Regions from separate parts of the Zea mays genome. Here region 1 is linked to region 2. Evidence: chromatin contacts called from public Hi-C data. All regions are on one chromosome and are shown on one strand. Each heading gives the region's core, a stretch centred on a gene start, on an enhancer-like site or on the middle of the called end of the contact. The rest is flanking DNA. Distances are from core to core; before and after follow the strand shown. Region 1 holds the start of LOC100192503. Region 2 holds the start of LOC103653911 (CBL-interacting protein kinase 9).

What was found. A called contact is a pair of places that touch in the nucleus more often than the background predicts.
Region 1: a Hi-C map of leaf shows a contact between it and region 2, with 8 times the contacts expected there. The contact joins the promoter of LOC100192503 here to the promoter of LOC103653911 in region 2. A contact is called at or near these places in 2 of 25 Hi-C or Micro-C datasets (ear and leaf).

What each region holds. Positions count from the first base shown.
Region 1 is chr4:161,133,611-161,136,760 of Zm-B73-REFERENCE-NAM-5.0, reverse strand. LOC100192503 reads right to left here and starts at 1,338. Exons shown (of 14, transcript NM_001137723.1): 1 at 1,122-1,338; 2 at 90-237. The coding sequence starts at 1,152.
Region 2 is chr4:160,920,624-160,923,769 of Zm-B73-REFERENCE-NAM-5.0, reverse strand. LOC103653911 (CBL-interacting protein kinase 9) reads left to right here and starts at 1,593. Exons shown (of 6, transcript XR_004857856.1): 1 at 1,593-2,157; 2 at 2,234-2,360.

The DNA of each region.
Region 1 (3,150 bases), core at 89-2,588, 210 kb before region 2:
GACAACTAATGGATTTGGCGTCACGTATCAGAAATGATTTTAAAATGAAGGTTGCAACAAGGAACATGAGTGTTGTATCTTGCACAAACCTTTTGTCGAGGCTATAAGCTCTAGAGCGTTCAAACTTTTCGTCACTAATTACTCCCAGCAGGGGTTTTGGCAAAGTTGGCAGCTTGAGGGCTCTATGCTGACGGATGTCAAGATATGTCTCAAATATGTACATGAAAATCATAAAGCCTGCAACACATATACATGTTAAAAGCATCAGTCATACCAAGTAAACAACAACAACATACCAAGTAAATAACGGTGAAATTAGACATATCATGTAATCAAGGAATAATAAGATCTAAATTGTTGACTTCATAGTTCATTGCAATGTAATACTTGCTGACAGACCCTAAACTAACACAGCCCCGTATGAAAGGTAAAAGAAGTTGATAATAATTATATTGCTAGGAACCATTTTACTATTTAGACATCAGCAAACCTGCAGGATCTTTGCATATTGGCATAGAAGAACAGAGCTTTGCATCACAAGCATAAGTTCTCAGAGTGAACTGACTAAGTTAGCATCTCACAGGTGTCCCTTCACTCGCTCCACTAATTAAAAATCATGGGGGCTCTTCAGTTCAGATCGTGTACTCTAGCAACACTGAATCACTCGATAACATCGTGATACATTGAATCACTCAATATTATAATCCTGTGTGCATCAATTCTTTTAGAGTTGCAGTGCGAACAACCCAGTCCTTTATGCACTGCAACTGGACAAGTTCAGCGTTTTACAGATCATAGTTCACGTCACACACCGCCACTGGCTAGGTGCACCATCAGTCTCCCAAGCTTATCGCAGTCGTCAGGCCCACAGCACATTACGCTCGCTAGATTTCAACAGGGCAACCAAAGCACAAGCCGTCGTCCGCGGCGCCCGATCGGTTTTGCGGCATGGTCAAATCCAACTGCGCCTGCGCTAAATCCTCCACCCGGCTCCTCCCAAACCCTAGGGTTTAAACGCGATCCTGAATCTTCTCCCAAACCAAGACAACCAGCTAGCGATTGCTACTACACAAAAGAGCGGCAGGGGGGGGGGGGGGGGGGGGGGGGGGGGGGGGACTCACAAAGCACGGCCTCCAGGTAGGGCAACGCCATTGGAGCCGAGGGAGGCCACGTCGGCGGTGGCGCTTCGGAAACCGAGGGGCGGAGCTGAGGGCTGAGGCGAGGGATCGGGGGAGGGAATGGTATGAAGCGGGGGAGCTTTGACGGCTTGACGCGGCGCAGGCTCGGGTGCTTTGCTCGATTCCGGAGCTCGGAGCTGCGGAAGGAACAACGAAGTTGTGAATTGGCGTCCGAAGGTGCTGGGCACGGCTGGGCTGAAGGCCGAGGCAGGCTTGAGGCCAGAGGCTTGGTAGTGAAGCCAAACTGACATGCCGCGGCCTCCACTGCACGGACGGAGCATCCGCAGCACGATTCCTGTCCTGAACTCCTGATTCGGTGATTCACGAATCCTGATGGCGCTGGGCCGTGGCCCAGATCGATGAATTCGGGTTGGGCCTGCGTGACCATTTGTGCCGTGGCTACGAAGCAGCCCACAGTGAAACGGTGGCATAAATGGGCCATGTTGGGCGCAGACACCACAAAATTACCACCTTGCTCCAAAAGTAGCTGAACTGAAGAGCATAACGACGTGATGCGTTCATCAGTGTATGGGACTTCTTCTTCTTCGATACCGTACTGCATGGGTTGGGTGTTGTCGGGCATCTGGATAAAGCCTGCAAAGTGTTTGATGAAATGTCTAGAGAAGGATAAACCCCATCGATTGCAACTTGTAACACGTTAATTCAGGCAACCTGTAAGAAGGGCAATGTGGAGGAAGCGGTGGCGGTGTTTGATGATATGATCAGAAAGGGTTACATTCGAAATGTGGTTACCTACACCCCATGCTAGGATACGATGAAGAGGGAAGGTTGTGAGCCTAATGTTCGGACATACAATGTTCTTTAAGGTATTCATTTGAGGAAGGATAGATCGAGAATGCCTTGGATTTGTTCGAGACAATGAGCAAAGGAGAGGAATGCTTGCCTAATCAAGATATAATACTGTAGTAAGTGTAATGTGTGTGCATAAGAGGGCAGATGACATGACGGTGGCCGCAAGATGGTGGTGGATATGGTGGATAGAGGCTACTTTCCAAGAGGTTTTTGGAAAATCAAGACCTTTCAAGAGAGCTCTTGAGAACGCAGGAAAACTATACACGCTTGCGGCAAGAAATAAGATTGTGATTGCCATTGAGTTTTTTTTTCCGAATGATATATATACATTCGGCATTCTCTCCATCTTTCGCCCTGGGTACAGTCTACAGAAGATCAAAATCAAGATGCAGCAGCCAGCAGGAGAACCTAGCCAATTAGCACTCCTGTTCTCCTGCTGTCCAGTGACTACTGATCTATCTGATTTGGAGCTGAAGCATCAGTGTGAGTGTATATTCTGAAACTTGTGTAGCATGATATAGTTTAACCGGCTGTTTGAAGCTACTTTGGAGGCTCTTTCGATAGCTTTGCAATTGTTCAAAATGCTGTGTGCCGATCGTTTAGTGTAATATCTTCTGCTGATGTGATCTAGACTTACTACTAGTACTCTAGAATGGTATGATGCTACTAGCTTGTAAGCCAAGCGAAAGAGCTTTTCATACTCCATGCGGGTTACACTACTTCTTCCATGTCTAACCCCCGAACTAATTAAATGCTACATAAGATATCAAGCACATGGTAAATTTTCTCAGTCATCTTGTACTGCAAGGAATGATATCTATCGTTTAATACTTGCAGAAAATAGGTATTCCCTCCGGGTTTTTTTTTACTTGACATTTTTTAGTTCAAAAATAAACTATCCAACGTCTAATATTTAAGAATGGAGGTAGTGTCAAATATGTTTATTTTAGGCAGTGGGTGTGTTGATTTTCTTTTAATAAAAATAACTTTTGTTTACTGGATATGTGTGAAGCATGCAGCAGTGCGTTCGGTGGGTGAAGGGGCTACTGTAGTTTGTATGGTTTCGATTTTTACACTTGTTTTTGTGCAGATTTATGGTGATGGATATATAGGCATGTGGCAGATGGATTGCCAAGCATTCGGATGATAGATAGATAGG
Region 2 (3,146 bases), core at 344-2,843:
TAAATAGCTTTTGAGCTCATGCGGCAAGTATTCACGCCATCAAGCAAACAACACCTCTAACGGAATGGAGGGACACATGCACACAAATCAACACATGAGATATTGCATGTCCTCAGCCAGCACAGCCCAGCCACAGTCATACTCACTAGATGGGAGTCGTTAGGTCTGATCACGCAAACAACCAATAGAGAGAGAGAGGTTTGAATGTACCGGCAACGAGCTGCACGTACTATACAGAAGATCAAGGAACGGGTGGCGCAGGGGCGTGTGGGCGGCGACACGGCGAAGGCACGGCGGCGGGCGTGTGGGCGGCGGCACAGCGCAGGGATGTGTGGGCGGGCATGTGGGCACAGCGCAGGGAAGGCGCAGGGGCATGTGGGCGGTGGCACGGTGACGGCACAACGGCGGGCGTGTGGGCGGCGGCACGGCGCAGACCGGCAAAGGGATTCAAATCGAGCGACCGGGGAGGGGACGATTTAGGGCACGGTCGCTTTATTTTCGTGGGCCTGACTGAGGCCGACGAAAATAGTGGTTGTTTTCGTCGGCTAAGGGCCCGGCCCACGAAAATAACCACTATTTTCGTCGGTCAAGAGACTGACGAAAATAACTGTCGTATTTTCGTGGGCCGGCCGACGAAAATATTCCGGCCCACGAAAATTTATGTGTTTCCTGTAGTGAATAGATACCTAACTATTAACTAATTTACTAAAAATAGCTAATAGCTAAATTATTAGCTAGACTGTTTGGATGTCTCCAACTAATTTTAGCTGATAACTATTAGTTCTAGTGCATTCAAACTTATTTTCGACGATTGCTACAAAAAAATTGCTAATTGTCGGTGGCTTTACACAAGTTGTCGAAAAGTAAGGTCGTCGGTGGTTATTTTCGGTGGCCACATACAGGAGTAGAAAAGAGCTGAAAGCGTGTCACTACACCAAAATCATACACTTCCTACAGTTTTTTAACTTCCTATAACTTTTATAATAAACCGTAGGAAATAAATAACTTCTGAGAGGCAACTGGTAGCTCTAGGAAATAAACATAACTTCCTATGGTATTTATAAAGGTTATAGGAAGTTAGCTTTCACATGCTTACCCGTGTGTGTGGTCAAGCGAGCTGCTTACTTCCTAGAGGCGGTCGTAGGCAGTTAGCATGGGCAGCTAACTTTCTACGGCTTTCTCTAGGAAGTTAGCATGCACAACTAACTTCCTACGGCCTCCTCTAGGAAGTTAGCTTTCAGTTGCTAATCTACAGGTGCGGTCAAACGAGCCGCTAACTTCCTACGACCGCCTCTAGGAAGTTAGATTTCAGCTTTTGACCAGTCAAACGAAAATCTAACTTTCTACGGCCTACTCTAGGAAGTTAGCATGAGCAACTAACTTCCCACGACCTCCTCTAGGAAGTTAGCTTTCAGTTTCTGATTCCTACGGCCGCCTCTAGGAAGTTAGCTGCCCATACTAACTTCCTACGTCCTCCTCTAGGAAGTTAGATTTCAGCTTTTGACCAGTCAAACGAAAAGCTAACTTACTACAGCTTTACTCTAGGAAGTTATATTTTTTTTATCTTAAACCCCTACTCAATCTTATCCTCTTCTCATTCTTCTTTCTCCCTCCCATGTCTTCCACCAGGACCGAAGTCGTGCGCCGCCGCCCGCCTCCACCGGCGCGCCCGCTGCGACCGACCCCGACCCGCCCTCTTGGCAGCGGACAGCGGAGTTCACCACTCTTGGCGAAGCGAAATCCACCGTACACCGCTGCCTCCCTCTCCCTGTCTCGTCGAACCAGCCGAGCAAGCCAACGCACACCCAGCGATCCTCGTCGTGCGTCCTCCTCCCCCACGGAGGGAAGGATGGCTTGGTCCGAGGACATGGCGGAAGCCGACGAGATGGAGAGCAGGGGTGTGCAGAGCTCGGCTAGCCCGTGTCGCCGCCACAAGCGGGAGATTGGAGACGACGACGACGACACGGAGGAGGAGGGCTAGCCCGTCCCACCGCCACAAGCGAGAGATCGGAGATGGCGAGGACGCGGAGGCCTCGGCGTCGTTGTCGGCGTCCGCCGCAGTCCTCCCCGCGGCCGAGGTCGAGGCGATGCGCCCGTTCCTCAAGTTAGTGTGGGCCAACAAGGGGGCTCCATGTTTGACGCTGGCTCAAGAGCTAGGTAAAAAATAAGCGTTTTATCCCTTAATGTTGTCTTGATTGGTAGAGATACACAAATCTCACCCCCGGTCTTCCAGCCTTGCCGATCACTGAGGGCCTGACCTCCTCCGGGGCTCACCGGTTTTGTGCCCGCATGAGACCCTCCATAGTCTAGGCGACCAATGGCCGGGCAGCACCCACACCCAGCCTGGGTGGCGCCCAAAGGTGAGTCTCAGTTCTTTGCTGGGCAAATTGCTCTTACATGGGTCTCGTTGCTATGCCTTAGACCTATTAGCAAGTAGTATAATTCAACAGAATAGTGTAGCCCTTATTATTTCTGAATTCTTGTTGGCTGATTCAGTTCATGGAATTTACCACTTTGAGTGGTTCAGTGCCTAAACATGGGCTGGAGCATCCACGTGATCCCCATCCCTGTTCGTGTGACCTGTTCTTGTGCCATACAGTGTGGACAGAAGCAAGCCAGAGGTGTGCGCATTGGTGTTATGTGGTTCGACCCCACCTGTAGATTATGCACCTATGGTGGATTCTCTTTTGTGTCATCTCCTTCCTGCATCTTATGCATTTTTTGCATCAATGTCCATCAGGTCCAGGTCTTGCCCTTCAATATGTAATGTAACCTCAGGGAAATTTTTAAATATACTGGAGCTTCCATAGAAAGATCGCCTCCACGATTTATAATTTGTTCACAGCCAGTCACGTGGGATGGTTCCCTTGACGTCTCTGTCGTGTCGTGGTCGACAGGAACGTCTGTGATGGACTGATGGGAAATAATGTGTCTAGGTATCCTAGCTTTGCTCAAGCTTTTGATCGGTTTGGAGAATTAGGAAGGATGGGGCATCATCGACCAAATCGTGACCTTTCGATCACAAGGAAAAACTGCACACGCCTAGGGCTCCCTTTTTCCCTAGAGATTAAGGTTGAAGACATACCAATGTGCTAACATTAGATGTCTGCTGTCAAGCTGCTTGAACTGTCCCATCTACTATTTAG